5 separate regions of the Mus musculus genome follow, and regions 1, 3, 4 and 5 are each linked to region 2. Evidence: chromatin contacts called from public HiCAR-type and promoter capture Hi-C data. All regions are on one chromosome and are shown on one strand. Each heading gives the region's core, a stretch centred on a gene start, on an enhancer-like site or on the middle of the called end of the contact. The rest is flanking DNA. Distances are from core to core; before and after follow the strand shown.

Region 1 (2,700 bases), core at 141-2,640, 1.5 Mb before region 2:
GGAAAGGAAGGATTACAATCTGTCAGGCTTGTTGACTTCCTTGAACTTAAAGAAACGTTATAAATGCCTTACACTTGCGCATTTATTTGTTGATTTTTTTTTTTATTATTACAAGCTTCCTGCCCACACTGGACTTGCTGTTCACAGTCATCCCCATTCTGACTAATAACAACAAGTCCTGCGTTACTATTACAAGGAAACTGCATCTTTAATTTACATACATGATTTCCTTCCATGTCTCAGATCTTAGATCTGAAAGGGCTGGGAAGTGATGAAGCTCACATTGACCTTTGTGTCAGTTCTGAGGCCAGTGGGACAAGATGTGAAACAGAAAGGGAAGGAAAGCAAGGAGCTGGGTGGCTCTGGGTGACTATGAAGTCTAGTTCCCTCTCATAAATCACGTAGAAGACCGGGGTAACGACGTGAGTGTTCTAATAACAGGTCTAGCAAGAAGCCCTGCTTTGGCTTTTTATCATCTTCCAGAACTTAACAGAGAAGGGAACCACAGATTTTTTTTTTAAGGTGGTAGTAATTATACAGCAATGTTGCTTCCAAGGTGGATCTCTTAGAAACACTAATTTGCTTGGACAATGTTGTAAGGAAGATCTGTGTAAATATTGATCTATTTCACCAACTTTCAAACTTTTCATTGTTTTCTAAAACAAATGACAGTTTCTGCTATTTATCCAGTGCCTAAAATTTTGAAGTATTTTGTCTACATAGGTCAAGATATTTATTTTTAATTTAAAAACCGTGTGTGTATTCACGTGGGCGGGCACACGCGCCATAGAACGCGTGTTGAGATCAGAGGATAATTTGCAGGAGTCAGTGCTCTCCTTCTACCGAATTTAGGTTGCCAGGCTAGGTAGCACGATGGCCCTAATTATTTAAATAATACATTTTTTCTCACCATTTTAAAAAGAACCAACCATTCAGAGGCTTTCATTGGGACGTGAAAATGCACGGTTACCATACTGGTTTCGTGAAGCCAGCCGACTAAGACCAGGGCAGCTGGTCCGCAGCCTTAGAGCCTCATCGAATTTGCATAATTAACAATATCGTCTTCAGTTACATTTTTTAGTTTTCAGTGTTCTCGGTGACGAGAAGCGAGAACCTGCGACAGGAGCATGATAAAAACAAATGACTTCCAGGTAGCGTACTTAAAGCTCCTATCAGGTATTCCGGGAGGAGCTTTTTCCGGTCTCCGAGGCGCGAGGATTTAGCCCCGCCCCCAGCCCCGCCCCCGCAAAAGATGCATTCCCAGACCGGAAAAGGTTCTTGCTGCAATCCTATAGTCAACCACAGGGAGGCGACAGCGGCTTCGCTAGAAAAGAGGGGCTCCCCAATGGCGGAAGCGGAAAAGGCGGGACTTACGAAGCACGTTCAGTCAATCACTAAGAGTGAGGCTGAAAGGTGGCTGTTCTCTACGCTTATCGGCCGCCCGGCTGCTTGTGAAGTTCCAGCCTCATGGCGGAGATAATTCAGGAACGTATAGAAGATCGAATCCCGGAGTTGGAACAGCTGGAGCGCATCGGACTCTTCAGTCACGCGGAGATTAAGTGAGAGAGGATCAGGGAAGAGGAAGGAGCGGGGAGGCCGGAGGGGAGCTTGAGGCCAGTGTGTGGCGGGGACCGGCGTGCTGACTTTTCTGAGTTTGTTTGTAGCTACCATGCTAGCAGAGGGAAAAGTCCGTGGCTGGAATTTGACCACGGTCAGAATTCAACTTTAACGTATTGCAATGCGATCCATAATCAGTCCGTTTACCCTTCCTACTGACCGTCATCCAATGGTCAGGGTCTTGCGGCCGTAAAGGTGATCCAGCCAGGATCCTAGCCCGTCAAGGATACTGGGCAGTGTGAATGGCGGGAGAATTCCGATTAGAAAATGGTTATAGTTTAAAAGTTTGGGGTATACAGCTTTAGATAGTCGAGTACAGCGCCACGGAAGCCCAGGGGGAGTGGGTAGGTCTCCCTAACTAAACTTATAGACTGAAGACCATTCAATTCATTTCCTATGCTTCTTTAGCGCTCTGCCACAGGGCACGGAATATAGTTGGCATTTGGTAATTTGGTAAAATCAGTTACTTTTAGTGATTTTCTGTAACAGTTTACTTTTCTATGACTCTAGATAAAAGTGCAGTAGTAGTGTGAGTGTAGGATCCGCAAAGAAAAACGTTAGGAAACACCGCGAGGACGCTTAGAAAGTGCTAAATGTTGCCCGGAGTCAGGGCACCGGCCTTCAATCCCAGGACTTGGGAGGCAGAGGTGGGCGGATCCCTGTGAGTGCTACCTGTCTGGAAAAACAAGGGGGGCGCGGTGCTAAATGTGTTACCATTCTTAAATATTGTCTTGAGTATTCTGTTTTTCTTAGAACACATGTATGCTCACTCCTTTGTCGTAATATTTAGTTAGAGACAATTTAGGTTTTAAGAATTTACATGCTGAAAATAGACCCAAGATTTTAGGATAGAGATTTGGTTAACAAAAACCTAAGCATTGAAGCTAAGAGCATTGCAGAGTGCTTGCTTAGCATGCCAACGCCTTGAGTTTGATTCTAGAGAATGTATACATACACACACACACACACACACACACACCCCAAGACAAGCCCCTAAGTAGCCTAAATTTGGAGGAGAAATCTTTGTTAGTATGTATAAATAATAAAAAGCATTAGGCATTATTTACTTTGCTGGTGGGAACA
Region 2 (2,700 bases), core at 23-2,522:
TGAGCCAGTCCCGTTAATCTCCCTGAGCCTTACTTTTTATAAAGTGGGACCATGGTGCCTTGCCTCATCAGGTGTTGAGAGATTCCGTGAGCTAGAACAGACAAAACGTTTCGTGCCTGGAGTAGCTTCCAACTCATTCCCATAAGCCGTTATCGATTTACTGTTTGATCAGGCTAGGTGCTTGTCCCATCCTACCCCCCGCTTCGAATCTGGATTTTTGGGGCAAGAAGGGGGGTTGGGGGAGAGCTGGCAAGCACTTTGGGGGAGGTTTTCTTTTCTTCTCATAAAAGAACAAAGCTTCATTTCTGGCCTCTCCTTGTTCTCTCTAAGCTGGGTGTTACAGCATAGGAAGTAGTGGGTCAGAGTCTATTCTTCTTTCTTTATTTTTTTTAGATTTATTTATTTTATGTTTTGTGTATAAGTGTCTGCTCACATGTGCATCTGTGCACCACATGCATGTCTTGTGTCTATGGAGGTCAGAAGAGGGCTTTGAATACCCTGGAACTGGAGTTTTGAACAGTTATGAGCTGCCGTGTGGATGCTGAGAATCAAACCCAGGTCCTCTGTAAGAACAAGTACTCTTAAAGGCTGAGCCATCTTTCCAGTCCCAGAGCCCATTCCTGAGGCTTTCACTAATCCATTGATCCTCGGGGGACCACCCTGGCCACACCTTCAATGACCTCATTTATTTTAAAAAAAAAATGGACTCATTGGGCATACTTTCTAGACTCACATACTAAGTGGGATTTCTCTATAAAGAAAGTGCTCACTGGGGTAGAGTGCCAGGTTTTGGGCCAAATTCCAAGCACTGGCACACTTCTGAAGCCCCTCCGTTTTCTGTTCTGTAATCACAGGCGAGCGTGCCTTTGGTGTCTCTTCTCTATGGACCGCAGTAGTCTCAGCGGCAAAATGAAACACTAAATTTTACTCCCTACAGACGCGTGAAGCCTAAGTGGAAACCGGCATTAAAGGGCTTTAAGAATCTCAACTGCGATTCTTTAACCATCCGGAGGGGACGTGGATACATGTAGCCAGCTTGCTTCCACATTTTGGGGAGCCGAGCGAGCGGTAGGAAATGGAAGACAGCTCTTTACAGCCCTTTCTACAGCATCTTGCACACCACCAAGGGGAGACTGGGGAGAGGAGGCGGAGCCAGGTGTGGGCGTGGCTGGAGACCTGGGGTAGGGCTTGCGCCTGCGTCGGGGGCGGAGCCCGTGAAACCTAGAGGCGGGGCGTCAAATCCTTGACTCTGCTGCTCAGAGGCGTGGTTGCTGTTGAGCATCTTAGCTCCGCTGTGCTTAGATTGGAGCAGCGCTTTGTTCCGGGCACCGGCGTCTCTACCCTCCCGCGTCTGGTCCATGCTTCTCTCTCCCTTCATGCCCTTCCTAAGTCGCTGAGTCCCGGAGCTGCCCTCCTCCTTCTGCTTCTACACTTGTAGCCCAGCACCTTTACCGGATCCTGTTTGCTTTTTTTTTTTTTTTTTTTTTTCTTTCTCCTCCCAAGGCCGGGGTCTCTCTGCCAGGCCCCGCCCCTCTAGGCCTGGCATGTCCCCTGCTGCCCAGCGCCCATGGTCCTGACGCTGCTCTTCTCCGCCTACAAACTGTGCCGCTTCTTCACCATGTCAGGCCCACGGCCGGGCGCCGATCGGCTGACAGTGCCCGGACCGGATCGGAGTGGTGGCGCCAGCCCATGGTGGGCTGCGGGCGGTCGCGGGTCTCGCGAAGTGTCGCCCGGAGTGGGCACTGAGGTGCAAGGCGCCCTGGAGCGTTCGCTGCCTGAGCTGCAGCAGGCGCTGTCCGAGCTGAAACAGGCAAGCGCGGCGCGGGCTGTGGGCGCGGGTCTCGCCGAGGTCTTCCAGCTGGTAGAGGAAGCCTGGCTGCTGCCGGCCGTGGGCCGCGAGGTGGCCCAAGGTCTATGCGATGCTATACGTCTGGACGGTGGCCTCGACTTGCTGTTGCGGCTGCTTCAGGCACCGGAGCTAGAGACCCGTGTGCAGGCCGCGCGCTTGCTGGAGCAGATCCTGGTGGCTGAGAACCGGTGAGGGAGAGTGGGGTGAGGTGTGGGGTTGCCAGGGCAGTGAAGGTGGTTGGAGACGGTATCCCATTGCTGATTTTGCCCTAAGCCCATAATTCTCCCGTGCATCTGGGTGTCTTTCTGTGTTACCTTCTCACCAGGGCAGCCATGACCTTATTCTGCAGCGTCTGATCAGGAACAGAAAGTTTTTTGGTTTTTGTTTTGTTTTGTTTTGTTTTTGTTTTTGCTAGGACGAAATAGTAGGGGCAGAGAAAACTGAGGTATCTTTCCTTCCTATGGGAAACTGCTTGACTGCTTCTCCTTTGCCTACCTCCTGAGACCTCCTTTTGAACTATTATGAAGCCTTTGAAGGGCCCACTTTCCCGGTCTTCTGGTGCCAGAGCAAAACAGGCTGTCACACTAATTTTCACCAAAATCTCAGGCTCTCAGCTCAGAATTTTTAGAAGAGTCGCTTTCAGCACGCAGCCCTCACAAGTGTCACGACGTGTTTTCTCTGGCATTTTTGATCACCTTTGATATGTGGAAATTACACAACTGTCCAAAAAATGCACAAACAGAATGATTTGGGTTGGGAGACCCAAGGTAGGTTTCTGCTTGCTTAACCCCTCTCATCTAATATCCGCTGTCCTGACTGGGATAGGCCATGAGTATGGAGAACTGGAAAAT
Region 3 (2,700 bases), core at 55-2,554, 1.7 Mb before region 2:
CCTAATGTTTGATAAAATTCCTCTAGTTTCCCATGGATGCCTTGTGCCCCTTTGTCTGGGGTCACCATTTTTATAAGTGGCTGGCCCCTGCATGCAGGGTTCTTGCTTTCTTCAAACAAAAAACACTCTTGCCTTTGAATGGGAGTGGTGGTCTCAGTGCGTCGCTTTCTGACCTAATATAACAGGTAAACTCAGACATAAAGCTTATGAGAGATGAGATACAGAGAGGCTGGAGGGACAGGAATCAGGTGTTATTGCTTAGTGAGTGGGTACAGAGGTCTTTTTTAAGTTGATGAAATTACCTTGGCAACAGCGGTGACAGAAGCACAGTATTGGAAATAAGAGAGATGCCATCGAACTGTACACTAAAAAATTGTTCAGATGGCCAGTCGTGGCACCTGTGTTTGATCCCAGCTCTTGAAAAGCAGAAGCAGGCAAAGTTTTGAGTTCAAGTGGCCCACACCTGTAATCCCAGACTTGGAAAGCCGAGGGAGTCACCCCAGGTTCAATGCCATCCTAGTCTAGTCTAGTTAGACCCTGTCTCAATAAATATACAAATAGGCCAATTGAGTTAAGGGGGAAAATGGCAATTTTTGTGGCACATACATTCTACCACACTAAGAATCTCCAGACATCACAGAAGGCTGGGAAAAACTAAAACTATACAAGTGTGCACCACACCTCGGGTGGATGGGACTTGGATTTTTAACTGTTTGTGATGGGATCTTACTATGTAACTCTGGCCCTGTGGGGCAAGCCACTCCAAAACGGGGAATTGCAGGCATGGGGCCACCACATTGGGCTTTTGTATTTCTTTATACAGCTATAAACTTTTTAAGGTTCTCCAGAAAACAGATTAGACTGAGCAAATTTTGTGGCAGAAAAAGAGATCTGGAAGTCCGGTGCAGGCTTCCTACCTGGGGCGCAGAACGCGGCGCGGGGGCGGGTTCAGGCTCCGAGCCAGCCTCGACCTCCCGCGCCGCTTGGAGGTACTTGTCCACCAGGTCTTGCAGCAGCGGGTTCTTGTGCAGCTTGGGCTTTGTCAAGGGACCCTTCCGACATATGGGGCAAGCCCAAGGGCAGCCATCCACGGCCCCACGCTTCGAGACCCACAGGTCATGGAGGCACCGGAGACAGAAGCTGTGGCCACAGGGCAGCGTGGTGGGCTGGTCTAGTAGCCCTTGGCAGATAATGCAGCTCAGGTCGTCCTCGCTCAGCCACACGGGGACTGCATTGCCAGAACAAACGGCCGCCATAATTAGGCGACAGCCAGGAAGCACCCTTAGGTTCCGCCTTGTCCTACTAACTTCCCCGGCAACACTTCGCCTTGTCCATCAGCTCGCCCCGCCCCTCCCATCAGCTCGACCCGCCCAGCTGCTAATTCTCCCCAGCCTCTAAAAGCGCCGGACATTGCTGGCTACCTGCCTGGATTTTGGCCTGGAAAAATCATCTCTCTCTAGTAGTTGGGTCCTGCTCGCCTAGCCACAAACACGCAACCCCAACAACTTAAGCTATGAAGAAGGTCCGCTTCAGGAACTCATTTTAGAATCATAAGAGTATCAAAATTACAGTTATGAAGTAGCAACAAAAATGGGATCTAATGCCCTCTTCTGGTGTGTCCGAAGACAGCTACAGTGTACTCATATGCATTAAATGACATTAAAAGACAGCCTCAGGGGCTGGTGAGATGGTTCAGTGGGTAAGAGCACCCAACTGCTCTTCCGAAGGTCTGAAGTTCAAATCCCAGCAACCACATGGTGGCTCACAACCACCCGTAATGAGATCTGATGCCCTCTTCAGGTGTGTCTGAAGACAGCTACAGTGTACTTACATATAATTAATTAAAAAAAAAAAAAAAAAAAAAAAAGACAGCCTCAGTCTTTATTTGCTCTTCTTAAAAATAAGTAAATCTGGGGGGAGGGTATAGGAGACTTTCGGGATAGCATTTGAAATGTAAATGAAGAAAATACCTAACAAAAAATTGGAAGCCAGGCGTGGTGGAGCACGCCTTTAAGGCAGGCGGATTTCTGAGTTCGAGGCCAGCCTGGTCTACAAAGTGAGTTCCAGGACAGCCAGGGCTATACAGAGAAACCCTGTCTCGAAAAACAAAACAAAACAAAACCAAAAAAAAAAAAAAATGGAAAAAGAAAAAAAAATAAGTAAATCAGGGCTGGAGAGATGGCTCAGCAGTTAAGAGCACTGATTGCTCTTCCAAAGTCCCGAGTTCAATGCCCAGCAACCACAGGGTGGCTCACAACCATCCATAATGGGATCTGATGCCTTCTTCTGGTGTGTCTGAAGATAGCTGCAGTTTACTTACATATAATAAATAAATAAATCTTTAAAAAAAAAATAACCAACTACTCTTCCAGAGGTCCTGAATTCAGTACTCAGCAACCACATGGTGGCTCACAACCATCTGTAATGGGATCTGGTATGTCTGAAGACAGCTACAGTGTACTCATATACATAAAATAAATGAACAAATCTTTAAAAAATAATTTTCTTGCTACTTCACAACTGTAATTTTGCAACTGTTATGAATAGTCATGTGAATATAGGAGTTTGCCAAAGGTGTTATGACCCACTCATTGAGAATCACTGCTCTAGCAGGTACCTCAGCAGTCAGGTCCAAAGAACTTTAGAAGCTAGAGAGGATCCACCTCCCCAGGGAGCTGCACTCTGGAGAGACACATCCAG
Region 4 (2,721 bases), core at 65-2,564, 1.0 Mb after region 2:
AGTTGCCCCTCCTTTCTCTAGCCCCCTCCTCAACTCGGGCTGCAATCACGACACTCTGCTGACCCCTGGCGGTGGAGGTGGGCTGCGGCTCTGGGCTGCAGAGACGCCTACCGGCTCCTCCCAGGCTGCAGAAAGGGGCGAGGCAGTCTACTCAGTCCTCCCGGGCCTGGCACCACTGGGTGTGCAGGAAGCAGGAGAGAAGAACACACAAAGAAACCCAAGAAGGGCGCAAGGAGTTTGCAAGCTTTTGCTGTCGCTTCCCACACAAACACTCTCTAGATTGTTGTTCTAAATCGGGTTGGCCAGGAATTCCTTATTTCTGCCTTGAGGTGGGCTCGAGGAAGGCAACATGTTCGCTCCTACCACCTGTCTCAGGCTGGTTGAAGGAGAGAGGGGCCGTTTTCAGGCAGTTCATACCCTTAGCTCATCCCATGAGGTAGTATCTGATCCCAGTTTAGAGGTGAGTGGGCCGAGAAACTCTGAAGGATAAGCAATTTGTTTAAGATCAAGCAATTGTTACGGTATTTAAATACAACTCTCTTGACATTTTCTCTCCCAAGGCATCTTGGTCCTTTTACCATTTGCAGGTGGCCGCCACAGAGGCCAATTTGACTTTGACCACACTCTCTGCAAGGGCTCCTTGTGGAAGCGCTTGTCTCTCTGCTCTTTCAGGAAGCAGGCAATCTGGACTCAGTCATTTTCCTTAGGCAGGGACCCACATGGGATGGAGGTGGGGAAATGCCACCTGCTGCTGTCTTTGCTCAACCTCATCCTGGTTCTTGCTGAGCCATGTAGGGGAAAGACTGTCTTCTTCGCCTCATTAGACATTCTCTTTTCCAACGTGATGTGTGGAAGCTGGGGTTTAATTTTCTGAGAGAGCAAAGATTTGAGAAATATTTCGATTCTCAGACCCCTGGCTGCTTCAGTGACCCTTGGTACTGATGCCCTGCATCTCTCTTAGGGTCACTCTTTAGTCACTATGAATCTAGATGCCTCTTTACCCTCCCTGGGACCCAAGCTCACTTCTGCAGGCCATAGACCCCCGACCCAACGCTTCAGGTCAGCCCTAAAAGCCTCCCCCATTTCCTTGCAAAAGGCAAAATGCCAAAGGGTGGAGGCGCCCCCAACCCACTTGGCATCCAAGTAAGGCCTCCGCTTCGGCCGGGTTTGACTCTCTGTCCACCCTTCCAGGAAATCAGTTCCAGACCATCTCTGGTCATCCGAAACGCACGGTTCTACCAGGCGGACTACAAGCCCCATGATGCTGCGGGGCCAAGCTGTAACTAACCCAGCACGGCGCACCCGGGTCCCCTCCTCTCTTCCCCGCATTCGCTTGTCCCTCACCGTCCGCTCGGGCTGAGGGCCGGGCTATGCGGCTTAGGGGAGCCGGAGGGTGCGGGCGCGCGTCCCTGCGGCGGCGGCGGCGGCGGCGACCCCGGGGCCGGCGCCCCGAGCGCCCCCGCTCCAGCTGCGGGTCCCTGCTCCCTCCGCCGAGAGGCGTCTTTGTGTGCGGGGGTGTGGGAGGGGAGGCGCGAGGCCGCGTGCCGCCGAGTGCCCGCTCCCTCCCAGGGCGGGTGGGGGCTGCTCCGCGCCTCCCGCCGCCGCCTCCCGAGGACGCCCGCCGCCCGCACCACGCCGGGCGCGCCGCCCCCGCCCGCCGCCGCCGCCGCCGCTCGCACATGCCCGAGCCGCAGCCCCGCGAGCAGACAGCTCCGGCCGTCCGCCCCGCGGCCCCGGGCCCGGGCTCCCGCGCCGTCCCTCCCCGCGGGCCGGGCGCCGCGGCCCCGGCATGAGGAGCGGGCGATGATCCCCGCCAACGCCTCCGCCAGGAAGGGGCCCGAGGGCAAGTACCCGCTGCACTACCTCGTGTGGCACAACCGCCACCGGGAGCTGGAGAAGGAGGTCCGCGCCGGCCAGGTAGGAGCGCCGTCGGGGACCATGGCCCCGCACGCCCGCGCGGCGTGGGGAGGGGGCGCGGCGCCGCCTGTCCCGCCTCCCCGGCTAGTTTGCAGCGCTTCTTTGTTTGCAGCTGCGGCTTTTGTGCTCGTTGACCTGAAGTGGGTGATGGCAGCAGCCCCCGCCTGCTTCTCTGGTTCCAGGACCGGTGGCCCACACGTGTTCCGGGCTCTCCGAGACTGGTGTGGAAGGACCCTGTGTTCTTCTCCGTTGGGGCTTGAAGGGATTCTAGGGAGGGGTTGTCGGTTCTGTCTGGGCTCCATGTGGTGGGAGAGTCCACCCCACTCGATCTAGACGCGACATGACATCCCGCGTGAATGTGCAGGGACGGGAAAGGCCTGCGTGGGGAGGGGGCCCACATAAGATCGGGGAACAAGCTGTGTTGCACCCTCGGGCATTCCAGCCCCACCCAGTGCCCTCTCACTTCCTGGTGAACCAGGTCTCTGTTTGTTTAGAGTGGACAGAGCCTATGGGTGCTTCAGATGCCAGCCCTGGCTTCGGAGCCAGGAGTGAGAAAGACCCTATTGGGATGCTCCGGAGGGCCTTGTCCAGGTGCTGAAAGGCGCTCTCCTGCCTCTTGGTGCTAGGGCCTACCTTCTCACCGTGGAGGAAGCCAGGGGGCCATAGGAAGGACTTGAGGTCCTGCACAGAACAGGGGTTCCCTGCTTTCTGCCAATCAGAGAAACCTGTGGGTCAGACAGCTTTGGGTTGGGCAGCGACTTCAAAGAAGCCGGGGAGCTAGAAGTGGCAGTGCATGCCTGTAGT
Region 5 (2,700 bases), core at 50-2,549, 1.0 Mb before region 2:
AGGCAACTTTTTTGACTTTTAGTAAGAATCAAGGAGGCTGTGGCATTGGTCAGTTGACCGAGTACTTGCCTAGTGGATGTATGAAAGCTTAGGTGCAATTCCTAGCGCTCAGATGGATGTGGTGATAAAAGCCTGTGATCCCAGCACATGGGAGCAAGGCAAGATGACCATAAAGGCAAGGTCGTCCTCAGCTCCATATTGAGTTCTAGGCCAGTTTCAACTCCACAAGAAGCTGTTTCAGGCTGCTCTTTATTGAAGGAAAATGGAGGAGCAGTGGATCTGGGAAAGAGGAGGTACGGGGCAGACTGAGGAGAGGAGGGAGGGGAAGCTGTGGTTGGGATGGACTGTGAGAGGAGATTTAAAAAAAAAAGGAAAACCAGCAAAACCCAAAAATATTCAAAGCTACCATGGGCAACTTAATAAACTTGACTCAAAATAAAAAGGAGGGGAGGTGTGAAAGACTTGGCTCAGCAGGTGCTGGTCATGCAAACCTGGTGACATCAAAACCTACATAAAGGTAGGCGTAGATAACTGCGATCAGTCCCAGTGACACCATAAAAATAAATAAAAATTTAAATTATATAAATTAAAAGTGGTCATCTTTTTAAGGAGATGAGAAAGTGTCTAATGATCCCTGGAGATTAGTGTGGTGCTCATTCAGAAAAAGGGAGGAGATGATCAAAGACAGCGTTAGAGATGCGTGACATGTGTGGGGCTAGTGAGGAAACAAGCACCTCAGAAAACCTGAAGGGAGGATCGTAGTGAGACAGGATCAGAGGGGATCTGCTGTGACCCAGGCTTCGGTACGATCAGCAGAACCAAGGAGATCATCAGAGGAGTCTATCTGATTTCACACAAAACCGTGTAATCCATCCCGGACGAACAGACGTGTCTAATCTGAGGCAATGACACAACTGCACACACCACACCCTACAAGCATTCTCTGGCCCAAATTCTGCTCAGATCACTGCTGCAGTTCGCAGCTTGAAACGGCAGTGATGTGTGTGATCTTCCTAGCTGACAAACACCTCCACGGACTCGGTGATCCTCCTAGCTGACAAACACCTCCAAGGACCCCACATTTATGTTTTCAAATCAGTCTGTGATATAAAATTAGAAAAGTGATTTTAATGCCACACTAAAGATGCCATCATGTAATTTCCATTGAATAATACTAATTTCAAAAGCAGATAGTAGGCATAAACAATAAGCCATAGGTGGGAGAGAAAAGGGGGAAGGGGAAGGAAAGAGGAAAGCCCTCCCCATTCAGGGGGTGGAGACTGGCGCTACAAAGCCTCTTGTCATCCCATTGCCAGCTGGACAAGTCAGTCTTTGCTTTCCCCGTGACATGTAGTTGAGTTGCAGCGGAAAGGAAATGTGTCATCTGTGGTTTGGTTTTAAGAGTGGAAAGCTAGCTGTACATATCCTCTTTAAAAAACCCTGCAGATTTAAGTTTCACAGTCTCCAAAGTATTCTACTTAAAATAAGAAGAGCAGAACTGAGGTGGCTTACGAAGTGACGGCTGGGCGAGCTCTGAAGGTAGGTAGCACATGCGGCTCTCTTACTCCTCCCACTTATAACTGTTCAGGTTAGTAGAGAGGAAGGGCTTTTTCAAAGGTATATACATATATCTAACAATGTAGAATCGCTATGTGTTTTCTATTCCACTATGAAAAATTAAGTAAACAGCATAATCAATTAGATCTAGGAAAAATTTATAATTATTAATATGGAATTTAAATCAGGATGAGGAAGGTCTTGAGTTTGTACTCAAATGAGTTGAAAAGCTTTGAGTTGTTGTTGTTGTTTTGTTTTTAAATTAAGGAAATACATTCTCATTACTGCAGCTGAGGAATGACCTATCTGACTAAAAATAATGAGACAAAACCAAAACCAGAAAATCAAAACTTTGCTAAGCCAACTTGGCCTCTGGGGCATAAAATAGAGATGTAGGAACAGTTTCTGTTCTCAGGCAATTGTGAGCAAAGAGAGAGTCTGATGGTGCCAACAGCTTGTTTACTAGGGCATGACAGCACATCTGGCTGAAGACAACCAACAGCAGATCTATTATGTTGTCCTGTGGTACACGGCTAGCGTGTACAACACTGTGATGTATACAGCACTGTGAATGAACTAATGTGATTAAAATCACCTACATTAAGTCATTTAACACTGACTGCATAAGTCTACTCTGGTAGGAAAGGACGGACACTTCTTACTAAATCAATTTAAAGTGCTTTTTTTTTTGGTATGTGACTGACGTATAAAGTATCGTGAGAATCCTACCATCCAACTTGAAGATGAAGCGGAATACTATCGCACAAAAGCCAGTGCAGTTGATCTTTAAGCATCTACCAACAGTCATAATCTCAATAGTGATCGGACCCCAGAGCACTGGGGGCTCCCCTCTCCACTCTGCGTATAAGATATGAATCAAACTGTAGTTTCTAACTAGCATCATTTACTATATGCTATTTTTGTCTGTGCAACTTAGCATATCTCAACTGTTAATCTCAACTTCTGTGCTTTATTAGCATTTCGATATTGTCGAATGCCAGAGATTATACCATAGTAAACCTCCCTGGCTCAAGTGTGACCAGCAGGGTGGTATCTGTACTACTTAGGAGTAGTTTAGAGACAGAATCTTAGGCCCTAACCTAGACCTGAAAAAAAAAACTCCTCCACATAGTCAAGTTTGAA

Evidence for each region. Promoter capture Hi-C pulls out the DNA fragments that hold promoters and counts their contacts. HiCAR-type assays count read pairs that join an accessible place to other places.
Region 1: a promoter capture Hi-C map of pre-B cells shows a contact between it and region 2. The contact joins the promoter of Utp6 here to the promoter of Sarm1 in region 2. A contact is called at or near these places in 5 of 39 promoter capture datasets (the C10 cell line, hippocampal neurons, liver and 2 more).
Region 3: a contact with region 2 is called in a promoter capture Hi-C map of liver, with 2.6 times the contacts expected there. The contact joins the promoter of Rnf135 here to the promoter of Sarm1 in region 2. A contact is called at or near these places in 2 of 39 promoter capture datasets (liver and pre-B cells) and 1 of 9 other capture datasets (liver).
Region 4: a contact with region 2 is called in a promoter capture Hi-C map of cranial neural crest. The contact joins the promoter of Ankrd13b here to the promoter of Sarm1 in region 2. A contact is called at or near these places in 2 of 39 promoter capture datasets (cranial neural crest and liver).
Region 5: a HiCAR-type map of astrocytes shows a contact between it and region 2, with 4 times the contacts expected there. The contact joins the promoter of Evi2a here to the promoter of Sarm1 in region 2. A contact is called at or near these places in 4 of 39 promoter capture datasets (hippocampal neurons, liver and pre-B cells) and 2 of 115 datasets of contacts at active chromatin or transcription factors (astrocytes and pro-B cells).

The regions. Positions count from the first base shown.
Region 1 is chr11:79,961,077-79,963,776 of GRCm38.p6, reverse strand. Utp6 (UTP6 small subunit processome component) reads left to right here and starts at 1,390. Exons shown (of 19, transcript NM_144826.3): 1 at 1,390-1,559. The coding sequence starts at 1,468.
Region 2 is chr11:78,496,326-78,499,025 of GRCm38.p6, reverse strand. It overlaps Sarm1 (sterile alpha and HEAT/Armadillo motif containing 1), which reads left to right and starts at 1,272. Exons shown (of 9, transcript NM_172795.3): 1 at 1,272-2,037. The coding sequence starts at 1,568.
Region 3 is chr11:80,182,473-80,185,172 of GRCm38.p6, reverse strand. Rnf135 (ring finger protein 135) reads right to left here and starts at 1,304. Exons shown (of 5, transcript NM_028019.4): 1 at 918-1,304. The coding sequence starts at 1,256.
Region 4 is chr11:77,488,635-77,491,355 of GRCm38.p6, reverse strand. Ankrd13b (ankyrin repeat domain 13b) reads left to right here and starts at 1,314. Exons shown (of 15, transcript NM_001373882.1): 1 at 1,314-1,917. The coding sequence starts at 1,804.
Region 5 is chr11:79,529,208-79,531,907 of GRCm38.p6, reverse strand. It overlaps Evi2a (ecotropic viral integration site 2a), which reads left to right and starts at 1,299. Exons shown (of 2, transcript NM_010161.3): 1 at 1,299-1,539. All of the region lies in intron 36 of Nf1 (neurofibromin 1), which reads right to left. It overlaps Evi2 (ecotropic viral integration site 2), which reads left to right and starts at 1,299. Exons shown (of 4, transcript NM_146023.4): 1 at 1,299-1,539.